Linked DNA regions of Manis pentadactyla: region 2 is linked to region 1. Evidence: chromatin contacts called from public Hi-C data. All regions are on one chromosome and are shown on one strand. The core of a region is the stretch at or near the end of the contact, and the rest is flanking DNA. Distances in the headings are between cores, read along the strand shown. Region 1 holds the start of SCYL1 (SCY1 like pseudokinase 1). Region 2 holds the start of TIGD3 (tigger transposable element derived 3).

Evidence for each region. A called contact is a pair of places that touch in the nucleus more often than the background predicts.
Region 2: a Hi-C map of fibroblasts shows a contact between it and region 1, with 5 times the contacts expected there. The contact joins the promoter of TIGD3 here to the promoter of SCYL1 in region 1. A contact is called at or near these places in 2 of 3 Hi-C or Micro-C datasets (fibroblasts and skin fibroblasts).

Annotation. Positions count from the first base shown.
Region 1 is chr9:12,931,642-12,938,800 of mManPen7.hap1, reverse strand. SCYL1 (SCY1 like pseudokinase 1) reads left to right here and starts at 4,271. Exons shown (of 18, transcript XM_036928973.2): 1 at 4,271-4,462; 2 at 4,806-4,946; 3 at 5,075-5,197; 4 at 5,277-5,503; 5 at 5,920-6,010; 6 at 6,085-6,240. The coding sequence starts at 4,352.
Region 2 is chr9:13,063,673-13,070,831 of mManPen7.hap1, reverse strand. It overlaps TIGD3 (tigger transposable element derived 3), which reads left to right and starts at 2,459. Exons shown (of 2, transcript XM_036928355.2): 1 at 2,459-2,685; 2 at 3,606-5,393. The coding sequence starts at 3,622. The coding sequence ends at 5,037. It overlaps DPF2 (double PHD fingers 2), which reads left to right. Exons shown (of 11, transcript XM_036928438.2): 11 at 1-685.

The sequences.
Region 1 (7,159 bases), core at 3,022-5,521:
GAGGAATGGCAAGTTGGGGGGGGGCATCCTAAGTAAAAAGTCCAGTGGAGTAAACTGGGAGTCCTGCATGTTGTGGCTTCTCAGTGGTTAAGTCGTGACAGTCTCTCCCGTTGGCTGGGCCATCGCTGGGGTGAGCAGCAGCTCTTCCTCCTGCTGGGAAGTAAAGTAGCTGAAGCAGATGGACGTGCAAGGTGTGGGGCTCTTCTTTTCGGTGGGGTTTGTGATTTTCATGGCGTGATGGGCACAAGAGCTCCCCTGCAGGCCTCCAGGCATCATATCAATGACATTTCCCATTTAATTTTTTATGAAAGTAATTCATACTCATTGTGAAAACTTCAAATATCACATCACAGAAATAAATATTATGTTCAAACCGTCTGAAATTGTCAGTACTTCACTATTTTTGACCTATAAACACAGCAATTTTATACCGTTCAACCTAATAATGCAGTAAGAAGAACCTGCCATCTGCATATCCTAGGAGCCGCTGGCATTCGGTATGCAGCCCTCCCGGCTGGGGAGTATGTCTGTGTCTGTCTACAGGTAGTGGACTTGTTGCCAGGATGATGTAATACGGATACTTTTGCGACCTGCTTTCTAAAAGCTTTGGAGAGCAAAGCAAATCCTAGCCCTGGTTGTGCTGCTTCCCCTTTCTGGAGCCTCAGTTTCCTCATATGTAACAATGGAACTAATGATGCTGTGTCAATTATTTATTGCCTCTCAGCTCCCAATTCATGATGTTTGCCTGCTCTATGAAAATGGATCTGGGCCCTTTAAATATTTTCTTTGCCAGATGGCACAATGCTAAATTTCGCCAGTAGAGGGCACCGACGGACATTTCCTGAGGAAGAGGTTTTGCTTCCTGGTGTTTTTGTGCTCCTCTCAGCTGGCTTGCACAGCAGTAGTCAGGTCTCCAGCTCAGCTTCTGCCACAGGGACAGCTTTGCCGCTGACCAGGCTCGGGCAGTGCAGGTGGCCAGCAGCACCCAGCAGCACCCAGCAGCAGCTGCTTCCCCCAGCATCCCACCCCCACCCTAGGAGTATAGGGATGCTTCTTCCCTAGCAGCCTAAAGGATGATGGCTTTCCAGCAAGTTCCACAGGGCCTGCACAATACTCCATCAACCTCTCCACTATTCAGTGAGCCACAGCCACCCCCTCTCCAGCCAAGCCTGGATCTCAGACCTGGGGCTGGATGGGGGGCTTTTCCTGTGTGGGTGCTTCTTATATCTGCTAGTCCTGTAGCGTTCTCTTTATTTCTTGCCAGCCAATTCCTTATTGCTCCAATCCCTTGTATAGTTAATAATTCTTTATATTAGACTTCTCCTGTTCAAATTACTTTGTGGTTTCTCTCAGACTGAAATAGATCCCGCCTACTGTTGAAGCTCAGGAGAGAGAATGCAGCAGAGGCTTAGCCCAGGTCTGACATGCAGGAAGGACTCAGAAAACAGCTGATACTGTGATCATCATCTTCACGCCTCCACAATAGCTATACAGCAGCCTCTTTCTTATTAACTGCTGCTGTGGTCTCACTGTATGGATGGAGTTTTGAATTACTCCACTCCTGATGCATTATTCCACTTTTCCACTATTACAAAACAGTCCTATGATCCACATAAAAGCTGTCATTTATTGAGCACTCACTGTGTGCTATACACTAATTACATATATTAACTCACGAATCCTCACAAGAAGCCTGTTGTATTAGTTTCTATGGATATTACAACAAATTATTACAAATCTATTCTCTTACAGTTCTAGATGACAGAAGTCTAAAATGAAGTCGGTAGGGCTGTGTCCTTTCTGAGGGCTGCAGGGGAGGAATCTGTTTCCTTGTCCTTCATTTCTAGAGGCTGCCTGCATTCCTTGGTTCACGGCCCCATTCTCACATCACTCCACCCTCTTGTTCCCACCATCACATCTCCTACTACTTACAGTGATCATCCTGCCTCCCTCTTATAAGGACCCTTGTGACTACAGTGAACTTACCTGGATAAACTAGGATCATCTCTCCATCTCAAAATCCTTAACTTAATCACAACAGCAAAGTCCCTTTTATCATATAAAGTAACATATTCACAGGTTCCAGGGATTCAGTAGTGGATATCTTTGAGCAGACATGATTCAGCCTACCACACCTATGGAATAATGCTATTATTCTACCCATTTTACAGATGAGAAAACTGAGGTACAAAGAGAGGAAATAACTTGTCCAAAGTCACATGGCTCATAAGCAGCAGAGCTGGGATACAGGCTGTCTGACACCATAATTGAGGCTCTAACAACTACACAACTTTGTGTAAATGTTTGCATACTTGAATGAGGGATTGTGTAGCATACATCTTTAGAAGTGGAATTACTGGGGCAAAGTAACACTTATTGCCAACTTGTCCTTCACTACAGCTGTGCCAACTAATCCCCACCAGCAGTGCCTGAAATCCTGAACTCCTCCTTGCCCCAACTCTTGATGCTCTGAGGGCAGAATATTACTTGAATATACAACCAAAGAATTTTTCAAGTTCTTATCAATTGAGTAACAGAAAAATGTTTTTATTTCATGAGAGGAGAGGAACACTACTTTCTTAATAATAAATAAAAAGTTACAGTGAGAATAAAGACATCAGTTTCCTGGAGAAAATTAAAACATTCAGTTAGGTTGCTATATTGCAAGACTGAAAAAAATGTCCTAAGCCTGGCGGTGATCACAGCTTTATTTCCTTACCCTCTACCTTGTCAGGGGCACCGTGTTTGAGGGTTTAAGTTTCTTGCCTTCATGGATTGTTTTCACCTCCTGTGCCATCTTCTGAAGATCTCTGGTTAATACATCACTTCCAGCACTGGGCTCTTCCTATCACTTCCTTTTTATTTTTCATTTATGCTACGTCTTGTTTACAAGTTCCTTTCCAAAGCTTTCCATTTCCCTCTCCAGTGTGCTATTTATATGGGGCTAAATACTTCCACTGACTACCACGGTGAATACTTACACAGTTACTTTTATGTCTTCACTTACAGATGAGGAAAAGGGATACAGTGACTTGCCCAAGATCCCATAGAAATGGGATTTGAACCCAGGCATCGGCCTCTAGGCTCTGCTGCTTGCCATCCTATTGTATCTCCTCTGGAGCAACCAACCTCCTGCTCTGAGCAGCCAACGCTGCATGTGATCCTCCCTCTGTGTGACTGTCCTTCCTGCCCACGTACTTGGATGAGGAAAGGGAGAGAATGAGTCTCTGCTGAGGGGCTCTTCTGTGTCAGGTGAGGCGCAGGGCACTGTTCATCCTAATTTATAGATGGGGGAACTGAGGCTCCCAGAAGGTAAGGTGAGTTTGCAGTCAGTGAGAGGAGCTGAGCCAGGGTTTGAACCAGCCCTGCTGACTTGGCATCCCTGCCATTGAATCTGCTCCCAAAGGCATCCCAAGCAGGTATTTCATAATCAGTTCCAGGATCTCACTGACACTCCACAAGGTGTGGCTGCGGGACTGTCCCCAACCCTGGGTCCCCTGCTTGTCCAGCCCCTCCCGGACGCTGGCTCTGTCCAGCTAAGAGGCTGCATCCCTGCCAGTGTCACTGGCGTTAGAGCTGCTGACACCACCTTACCACTGCCGGCCCCTGTCCACACAGGCACTCAGAGCCTGGAGGAGATGCCGGCCTTCTAGACTAGGGAGTCGGGTCTGCTGGGCCCAGGAGAGCAGGGCCCCTGCTGGCCCTCTGGCCTCTTCTGGACATACTGGGCTACTCCTCCTCCACCTGACTCCTTTCCTGGGGTCACTGCCTCTTCCTCCGCCGCAGGTCCCCTCTCCTGCTGCGGGGCTCCTGGACTCCCTTGGAGTCCCTCCCCACGCCCTTTCTCAGGGGCTCTGCCTCCTGTGCCCCTCCCCTGGTCACCCCGTCATTTCACCAGCACGGACGCCTCCCTGGGGCTCTCCCACCGGCTGGTGAGACAGAGCATCTGGCCCGGGGACAAGCACTCTCCCTGAGCCTCTACCTCACTCCTTACGGCACCCTTTCAGCACTTCCTTTTCCATCCTCCTCCCTGCCTCGGTTTCTCCGTCCTCGGTGCCTTCTCAGTCCTTATAATAACGCTAGGAGGTGGACTCTACGCCCCACATTTTTGACTTAAGGAAGGACCCGGAAGCTCAGTGTCTGAGGGACCCGCCCACGCCCCCTACGTCACTGGCGGCCCTCGGCCCGCGCGCGTTGCGCGGAGAATGAGTTGCTCCGGCCCCGCCCCCACCATGGCCCTCCCCCAGCCGCGCGGCCCCGCCCCGCCCCGGCTCGGGCCGCCGGAGGAGCGGGCGCTGAGGCTCCCGAGCTCGCGGCGGCGGCGGCGGCGGCGGCGGCGGCGGCGGGAACGATGTGGTTCTTTGCCCGAGACCCGGTCCGGGACTTTCCATTCGAGCTCAGCCCGGAGCCCCCCGAGAACGGCCCGCCCGGACCCTGGGTCCTGCACCGCGGCCGCAAGAAGGTGAGAACTGCCCTGCTCCGAAGGCCGCGGCAGACCTCGGCCTCGCCTGGGCAGCGCCGCCGGCGCCGCCGCGTCGCGCCCCGCCTGACGTGGCTGCGGAGCCTCCGGGGTAACGGGCCGGGGAAGGGGCACTACCAGTGTCGACGTGGCGGACGGAAGGATCTAGGGCCCGACAGGCGGACGGAACCGGGGTCACGTGGCTCAACTAAGTCCCCGGGGGCTGACCTGGGGAGAGGCCCGCCAGGGGGCCTTTCCTTAGGCACGTAACAGGTGTGGGGACCTGCGCGAGGTTGGAGCGGTCAGCCCCGGCCCCGCGCAAACCCCCGAGGCCTTTCTCCCCCAGGCCACAGGCAGCCCGGTGTCTATCTTTGTGTATGATGTGAAGCCAGGCGCCGAAGAGCAGACCCAGGTGGCCAAAGCTGCCTTCAAGCGCCTCAAAACTCTTCGGCACCCCAACATTCTGGCCTACATCGATGGGCTGGAGGTACTTGTCGCCCCTCAGTTTCCACCCCTCTGCCTCAGCACCCCCAGATTTGACGTTCCCTTATCCATTCCTCTCCCCCATCATGTCTCTCATTTCCCCTTCCTGTCTTCATCCCGTATCCCCTTCAGACAGACAAATGCCTCCACGTAGTGACAGAGGCTGTCACCCCACTGGGAATGTACCTCAAGGCACGAGTAGAGGCTGGTGGCCTGAAGGAGCTGGAGCTCTCCTGGGGGCTACACCAGATTGTGGTGAGGTGGGGGGTAGTGGTGATGTGGGCAGGGGTGGGGGCTTTGGGTGCTGGGGTGTGATGGCTCCTTCTGTCCCCAGAAAGCTCTTAGCTTCCTGGTCAACGACTGCAGCCTCATCCACAACAATGTCTGCATGGCAGCTGTGTTCGTGGACCGTGCTGGCGAGTGGAAGCTTGGGGGCCTGGACTACATGTACTCGGCCCAGGGCAATGGTGGGGGACCCCCCCACAAGGGGATCCCTGAGCTCGAGCAGTATGACCCCCCTGAGTTGGCTGATGGCAGTGGCAGAGCAGTCAGAGAGAAGTGGTGGGTGACTGGGGATAGTATGCCCCAACCAGCCCTGTTCTAGAGGCCCCTGCAGCTAGCTGGCATTCCCCTGTCCCCTGCTGCCCAACTTGGGAGGGAACCAAGGTCTTCATGTGGAACCCACTTTTCTGCTCCCAGGATCCTCAGGGAGGTAGAACAAGATAAACATAAACTTTGGAGTTAGGTGGTTCTGAATTTGAAAGTTGACCTGGGGTGGACAACCTTGCTTCTCCAAGCCTTGGTTTCTTTATCTGTTAAATGGGGCTAATGAAACCTGCTTTTGGGGGCTAATGGGAGGATCTGTGGGGGGACACAGCCCAGAGTCTGCCATGTAGTCAGTACCTGGTGCCCAGGGCAGGTTGGAGGCCTGTGCTGGCAGGTGGCAGGGCCTTGAGCAGCTTTGGTCACTGTCTCAGGTCAGCTGATATGTGGCGCTTGGGCTGCCTCATTTGGGAAGTCTTCAACGGGCCCCTACCTCGGGCAGCTGCTCTGCGCAACCCTGGAAAGGTGAGTGTCCGACCCGACTCCAGCCCCTCCCTGTCAGCCAGCCAGCCCTGCCTTGACACTGATCCTTCCCACAGGTCCCCAAATCGCTGGTGCCCCACTACTGTGAGCTGGTTGGAGCCAACCCCAAGGTGCGCCCCAATCCAGCCCGTTTCCTGCAGAACTGCCGGGCGCCTGGTGGCTTCATGAACAACCGCTTTGTGGAGACCAATCTCTTCCTGGAAGAGATTCAGGTGAGCCCCTCACCCGACCCCGGGCTTTGGTCCTGCATTCCTTACCCCTGTCCCCTCTCCACTTTGCTGGCTCCCGCATATATAGTCCCTTGGAGACAAGCACAGACTGCGGAGCCAGGCTCTCTGGGCTCAAACCCCGGCTCCACCTCTTATTTACTGTGTGACTTCCCTTGGCTGAAGCTCAGTCCTACTTCAAAGGAAACCCCTACTTCACAGGCACATGCTGAGGATTCAGTAACTTAAAGTGCATAGTTAGAGTGTCTGGCACATAGTAGGTGCTTAGTGACTGCTCATGGCACTCCATTAACTCCGCACGTACATTCTGGCCTAGTCTCTGATGCGTTCCATGCCTGGTGCTGAGCTGCGGTGGGGGCAGCAGGGGAAGGAGGAAGAGTCAGACCCAGATCCTTACCCTAGCATCTAGCAGGGAGTAGGCAGACCAGGTCCCCACCCCTGGGGACTCACTGGAGGAAGGGGACAGAAACATATAAACGAGGACATGTGCGCTCCCTGGGATGGGCCCAACTGCCAGGAAGGAAACTAGCGGGGGGCAAGGGGATCAGGGAGGGGCTCCTGCAGGGTGAGCTGAGACCTGAAGGGTGTGCAGGTGGGAGCCAGAGGGATGGTAACTGGGGAAAAGCATTCTAGGCAGAGGGAACAGCAAATGGAAAGATGTGAGGAGGGAGTCCTCGGCTTCGCCTCTCTGAGCCTCTGTATCTATGTAGTGGGCGTACGAGTGGTATCTGCTGGTCCGTAGGGCTGTTGTAGGGAACGGAGGAGGGGGGCTCTGCTATGACTCCTGCTCTGATATGGTGTGGGGGGGGCACACGGAGAGGTGGCCGAGAGAGGGCCTTTGGGGGATGGGGACCCTGAGCTGCATCTTGAAGAAGCGTTGGAAATGCTGAGCCCTGTTGCCCCT
Region 2 (7,159 bases), core at 1,210-3,709, 130 kb before region 1:
TGCTGCTATCTGGGATCCTTTGCTGGAGCCAGGACGCTCTTGGTCACCCGCCTGGCCCCGTCCTGCCCCACTCTACCCCACTTCAGGGGGTGTAGCCGCTTTACCCTGATTCTTGTGCTTAACTAGCACATGCTTACAGGCGGTCTCTAGTGACTGAAGCATTCCCCACCCTTGGAATTTCCTATTTTCTGCCTCCCTCATTCCCTTTAGTTTTGTGGGGAGAGGGGAAGTATCAAGGGGCCAGGCCAGAAGCTTGGGGGCCACAGGGAGATGTTGGATAATGTGCCTGTTTTTTAACTCGATGAAAAAGCCTACCTCCGAAATCCCCTTCTCTTCCTAGACCTGGGCATTCAGCTCCTGCCCTTAACCGAATTGGGAGCCTCTGCCTCCTGCTGTTTATCCTGGCTCCTGAGTCACAGGGAAGCCACATAGACATCCCTTTCTTCCCTTGCACGCTCAGCTAGCAGCTGGTAAGGTCTTCAACCCTGATTCCTCAGTTTTTCTGCCTGGTGACACTGAACATTAAGTAGTGGGGGGATAGTCCATACCAGGACACCCTGAAGTGGCCTTTCCCTTGGCCATGGGCAGGCCCTATGATTTGGAGTTGAGGTGTCATTTTTCTTTCTTTGCTTTCTTAGTTCCTGTATTCTAAAACATTAGTACAAATAAACATTTTTACACAGAGTCCCCTGCTGAATGGTTTGTCTGCTGATTCCTCTTCCTGGCTAAGGTCACTTCATCCTTAAACTGTCTTTTATAGGGCAATGGTTTTTAAATGTTGTGAAATAGTTTGTTTTTTCCCCAAAATCAGAATTTTTGCTGAATCCCACCCAGTATGTAAAGCAGATAAAAATTAGATAGTTTTAATTTCTTAGGTAAACTGAATTTAAAATAATTATTTGAAATAATGAAGGTTTGATTAATACAAAATTTGGGTTACAATCGACTTTAGCATCCTTATAATTTCTGTATTTTGGTTGGTCCTGAGGAAACCCTGCTAGACTTGTATATGCAAGTGGTGAAGTTTATAACAGTTGACCTTCCAATTTCAGGTGCTTAAAATGGGTCCAGAAACATTTGAAAGAATTAGTGACACAGAAGACTAAAGACCTCAGTGGGACACCTGCAAGTTTCTTGCACAAGTAGTGAGCCTGAGCAGAGGCGCTTCAGCCTTGCTTGCCTGGTGTTCGTTCATTCCAGTGCAGTGTGCGGGCACTTGGCCAGTAGTGCAGCATTGCAGCCATCCTTGGCATGTGTATGTGCACAAAAAGGTTTCCTTTTTATCAACTATTGACAGCTACCATAGTGGATCTTATGTATCTCACTGAGTGTATTTTGAAGTTCTAAAACTTTTAAAAGTTTAAAAGCATCACAATCCCCCTGAAGTTTCCTTAGGGTTTTCTGGAACAGTGTGAAAGCCACTTGTTACCTACTGGAAGGCAGTGGCCTAGGCCTTTGCATTCAGGAAGTGAGCAGGGTATTCTGGGGGTGGGAATTGTTAGGAACAGAGCAGAGTCCCTGTCCTCATGGTTTTACATGGAAGTAAGGCAGAGCAGAGGGAGTAAATCAATGGTCCTTGGTGGTTGAGCAGTCTTAGGGACCAGAAAATAAACGTAAAAAGAAAGTTAAGAAATTAGAACGTTGTAGCAGGCATAAGAAAAGTTGAAAAAGGTTTGCAAGAAGTGGGATTTAGGATGGGGCCAAAAAGCATCAGCCAGTAGGGTTTGGGTGGGAGGAAGCCTGTTAAAAAGACGGGATCTCATCTGTGGCCCCAGTCTTCCACTCGGCTGTGAGGCGCGGCGAGAGGCAGGTCCGGAAAACAGGCTGAAAGCGAAGGTAGAGAACCCTGGGCGCAGGTTAGGATGACTTCATTTAATTGCAGAGACTAGGTACGTACAGAACTGAAGGTTACCAAGGAAGGGAATGACATTACATCTTGAGTTTAGGAACTTGAATCTTGCCAACAGGTGCCAAAACTAATAAAACTTAGTCTTTACTCGCCCTAAATCAGAACTGGCCCCAGGCTGGTAGTTGGTCCATAGCTGGGCTGGTTGACGTGAGGCCAGCGCTGTCCATGGTAACGGCTTTTGTGTAGCCGAAAGCTTGCATCCATTTTCTCAAAACCACTCCGTGAGGGATATAACCCTCTGTGATAGATGAGGAGGCTGCGGCTGCCTAGGGTCTCGGCTAGAAGCCCTTGGGACGCCAGGTCCTCTCTCTGTCCCCAACTCTGCCCCGAGGCTCGTCCGGCTGGGAGGGTGGGTCCCCAGCCGCGGCCTGGCCCCGCGGACTCCGGCCCGGGCTTGGCTCCGCCTCGCCGCCGCCTCGCGTTGTAAGCCCCGCCCCCTGGAGGGACCGACGAACCGCCACTTCGCCACGTCCAATGAAACTTAGCCAGGGGCGGGACGGGACGCTACTGAAGGCCAATCTGATTGGTCTGGGGCGGGGCTGCGGCGGGTGGGAGCCTGGCCGCGGCACCGCGATCTTCCCAGCCCGGAGAGAGCCCAGCGCGGGCGGCGCGCACCGGGCCTTGCTGTGCGCGCGCCCGCGCCCACGCAGCCCCTCGGCCCGCTCCGCCCTCTGGGTCGTGGCGCCCGTCCCTCCCCTGCTCTCCCGTCGCCGCCCGGACAGCGGCTCGGGAGCTGGGCCGGGGCAGGGGCGGGAGCCGCGGGACGAGCGCCTGAGGTGGGTTCGGAGCGGGAGGCCGCGAGGCCGGGAGGTGGGGAGGCCGAACGGACGGGCGCTTGCGTCCACCACGCCGACGGACCCCGCGTCGAGGTGGGGAGAGGCTGCCCAGGTTGCGGAGCCCAGCTCCGGGCCGGCCTAGGTCCCAGGCACTCGTGCCCGCTCCTGGAACCCTTCCCAGGCCATCCCCCTCTCGGGGGACACCCTTGCCCCTCTCGCTGCCCGCGGCCTCCTCACCCCTCTTGCCCTTTGTCGCCTGTGCACCTGCCCTCTTGGCCCTGTGCTCCCACTCTTCCTCCAGGCAGGGTCTCCGCCGAGCCTTACCTCCTCAGGACCCAGCACCAAATCAGACTCGCTTCTTCAGCCCCCATCCGTCCTCTTTGTCGTCTGTACATCTGTCACCCAACTCTGTGCACCCACTCCAACACCCCGCCCCCGACTATCTGCATCCAAATCCTGCCCAGACCATCATGCCCTCCCCTTCCCAGGGGTTCCTCCCCCAGCCTTGATTATCTCTTCACCTGCCCCTTTAGCCCCAGCCCCACGTCCTCCCCGCTCCACACCCCTTTGTTGTCTGCAGCTGCCCTGTCAGCTCTGCTCATTGGCTGCCCCAAACCCCAGGCCAGACTCCCTTCTCCATCTGACGGGGGCCAGGCCTCCCCAGCTCCGTTCTGGCGTTCCTCCGGATTACTGCCTAGCCCAGTGTTCACCCAGCCTGGCCGCTTCCCTTCCTTCAGGCCAGCCTGCTCTCCTCCGACCCAGCGTACCCCCCACCCTCTCCCACCCAGTCCCATCTGCCCTGGCCTTGCCCACACACTGGCCTATTTCCTGTCCTCCTAGATTCTCTTTTCCTTCCTGTGCTCCTCTCCCATGCCTCCTGGTCTCAGCCACCTGTACCCTGCTGTGTCCAACCCCCAAAGGTGCCGTAAAGACGCCATGGAGCTGAGCAGCAAGAAGAAGCTTCATGCCCTGTCTCTGGCTGAAAAGATCCAGGTGCTGGAACTCCTGGATGAGTCCAAGATGTCCCAGTCAGAGGTGGCCCGGCGCTTCCAGGTCTCCCAGCCCCAAATCTCACGCATCTGCAAGAATAAGGAGAAGCTGCTGGCGGACTGGTGCAGCGGCACAGCCAACCGCGAGCGGAAGCGCAAGCGGGAGTCCAAGTACAGCGGGATCGACGAGGCTCTGCTCTGTTGGTACCACATTGCCCGGACCAAGGCCTGGGACGTGACGGGGCCCATGCTGCTCCACAAAGCCAAGGAGCTGGCGGACATCATGGGCCAGGATTTTGTGCCCAGCATCGGCTGGCTGGTCCGCTGGAAACGCCGAAACAATGTAGGCTTTGGGGCCCGCCATGTACTTGCAACTCCGTTCCCCCCTGAGCCGCCTTCCTCAGGCCCCATGGCCCAAGCCCAGCTGCCTCTTTCCCTTAAAGACTTCTCCCCAGAGGACCTTTTTGGCTGTGTGGAAGTGCCCTTGTTCTATCGGGCAGTGCCCGGCAGAGTGGGTATATGTGATCAAGTACAGGTGCTGCTCTGTGCCAACAGCAGAGGCACAGAGAAGCGGCGGGTCTTGGTCAGTGGGCTCCAGGCTGCATCAAGGTGCTTCTTTGGGGTCAGCAGTGAGGCTCTGCCCGCCTCCTACCACCCTGACCTGGGCATCCCCTGGTCAGAGTGGTTGGCACAGTTTGATCGGGACATGGGGCAGCAAGGCCGACAGGTAGCCTTGCTGCTGGCTGCCCGAGTGGCAGAGGAGTTGGCAGGCCTGCCTGGGCTCTGCCATGTGAGGCTCTTGCCTCTGTCCGCTGCTGGCATCATGCCTTCCCTGCCTAGCTCCGTGGTCCGGTCCTTTAAGGCCCATTACCGGCACCGTCTGTTGGGCAAGCTGGCTGCCATCCAGAGCAAGAGGGCTGGCACCTCACTGGCTGAGGCTGGGGCAGGCGTCACAGGGCTGGATGCTCTGCACATGGCGGCGGCAGCCTGGGCCAAGGTGCCTCCCCAGCTCATTGTCAGCAGCTTCATTCAGGAGGGGCTGGCTCCCTGGAAAATGCCTCTGTCCCCAGACAAAGCCTCTGAGATGCCGCCAGCCCCTGGTGGGCTGAGCCACGAGGAGTTTTCCCGCTTTGTGGATCTGGAGGGTGAGGGGCCTGTGTCTGGAGCATGCAAAGAGGAGACGGGCACGGAAGGTGAGGAGGGGGCTGGAGAGGATGGCTTCGAGTCTCTGCCCACCAAAGCCGATGCCCTCCGGGCCCTGGGCACACTAAGGAGATGGTTTGAGTGCAATAGCACCTCTCCTGAACTATTTGAAAAATTCTATGCCTGTGAGGAGGAGGTGGAGCGGCTCTGTTGCCTGTGAAGGCCCCCTCAGGACGCCAGAGCCCCCTCCTCTCCTGTTTCCCATGGAAACGCCCTCTCTCAGAAGGCAGGTGGGTGGCTGGTGTCTTTCCCATGGAAATGGAGCTTTTGTGAAAGGTGTAGAAGGGAGAAAAGTTGGGAGACCAAGTCTGAGCTCTGAGCGAAGGTGGTCCATCCATCCTTGAGAAGAGGGGTCCAGAGATGGGGGCTGCAGGAGTGAAGCCAGGTGGTGGAGCTTCTGAACCTCAAGGGAGGCTGGGACTTGGGAAAGTGGGATTTGGGGTTTATAGACAGGCTGATCCCTGACCTTTGGGTTAAAGAGTTCTGCTTCTAGAAATAAAGCTTTTAATCAGACAAGAGGCCAGGGTGTTATTTTCATGGGAGAAAGGTGAAAACTTTCAACTCAGATTTGTTTGATTTCTGTGGGGGTCTGGGCTGTCTGCCAATTAACAGTAAGGACCCTCTGCCAGGCTAACAGATCCCGAATGTTGCCCCAGGACCTTCTGCGCTCTGATCATTTTGCTCCCAGATTGCGTGTGAGGGTGCTGACAGGAAATGGGGGGCAGACTAGGGACATTCTAAGGAAACAGAAAGGAGCCAGAACTTGGAGTAGGCATTTGTTCACTTGCTGATTTCACTACATCTCTTCAGCCAGGCCTCCTGTGTGATAAGGTTTGCAAAGATGGTGTCCCTGCTGGGCAGCGCATTATAGACAATGAGCAGAGCGTGATAAGGTCTGTCCTAAAAGCATGTTCAAAGTGTGGGGGCCCCGTAGAGCCTGGGGAGACTGACTCCTGGAGTAGGTGAACTCTGAGCTGCAGCTTGAGGGACAAGCTGGGAGGGAGCGTCCAGGCCAAGGGGCAGCAGGTGTGGAGGCTGACCAGGAAAAAAGGAGCACAGTGTTACCGGGGCGGCGGGGAGGTGGGTGGTGGGAGCAGTCTTTAGTCTTCCAAGTTTGGTGGTGGGGCACCCCAAAAGGTTTCAATTGAGTGGAACAGGTCATTTGTGGCATTCTAGAATAACTGAGATGGGGAGGGTGTGTCAAAGATGTGAGATCTGGAGGCAGAGACTCTGGTGCAGGTGAGATGCAGCTGGAGCCAGATCACGGGAGTAGGATGCGAACAGGATGGCTTTTCCGGAAAGGACGGGGCTTTGGTGGCAGAAGGATGCTGGCTAGAGGATTCAGGCTCCAGGCCAAAACCTATTGTGGCAGGAAGGGCAGTAGACCATTACCCGCCAGGGGTGGGCAATTTTCTGGAGGGCGGGGCACCCAAGGACTCAGGCACCCCGGGGTCCCCACGCTCCTGCACAGCTGCATTCCCAGGCCAACCCCTCCTTATCGGGCCCCAGCTCAGCATCTCTCAGGCGCCTCTGCCCAGACCTTACTGGGGACGCTGGCTGAGACACTATCTCCACTTTAATGACACACCCTTCACTACTAAGAAGGAAGGAGCCTTTTATTCGGGGTCCCTAACAGACAGCTCCCCATCTGCCTGTCATCTGACCCTCACGGTGCTGTTCCCTTGAGGAAAATGGAGCACTGGGGAGCTGCTGCCTCTTTTTGCCTCTTGCACTGCTGTCCCAAGTGAGTACAGGCTGATTGTTACTTTCAGTTTGGCTCGTGGTCCTAATTGTCACCCCAACACCTGGCAGCTTGGCCATGCTAACCCACTTTTAAACAGTTCTGAAGACCCTGCCATTCTTTCATTTCTAGCCTAAAATCCTAAATTATTTAGCCTTTCCCCAGAGATGCTATTTTTCCCATCTGCATTCACTCAAATAGCCCTTTTCCCAGTGCTGACATATGTCTTTTGAAATGTTGGCACCAAAATTACACAATCTCTAACCAGAGCAACAAAGAGGGCACAGATGAGCTCTCTGCTCTCAGGTATCATGTTCCAGTTGGAGCAGCATCAATACGACACAGTGTTATCACTGATTGCTTCCCCTAGCTTTTCTTTAAACCACAATAACCTCTTCCTTTCTTGCACTGTTATCATCATTTATCTTTTGTCTGTTTGTGGGTGACTGTGTTGGCTCGTTCAGGCAGGAGTTACTGAACATTTTGCTTGTGGGCCAGGCCCTGTTCCAGGATCATGAAGCTGTGCAGATAAGACAGAGAG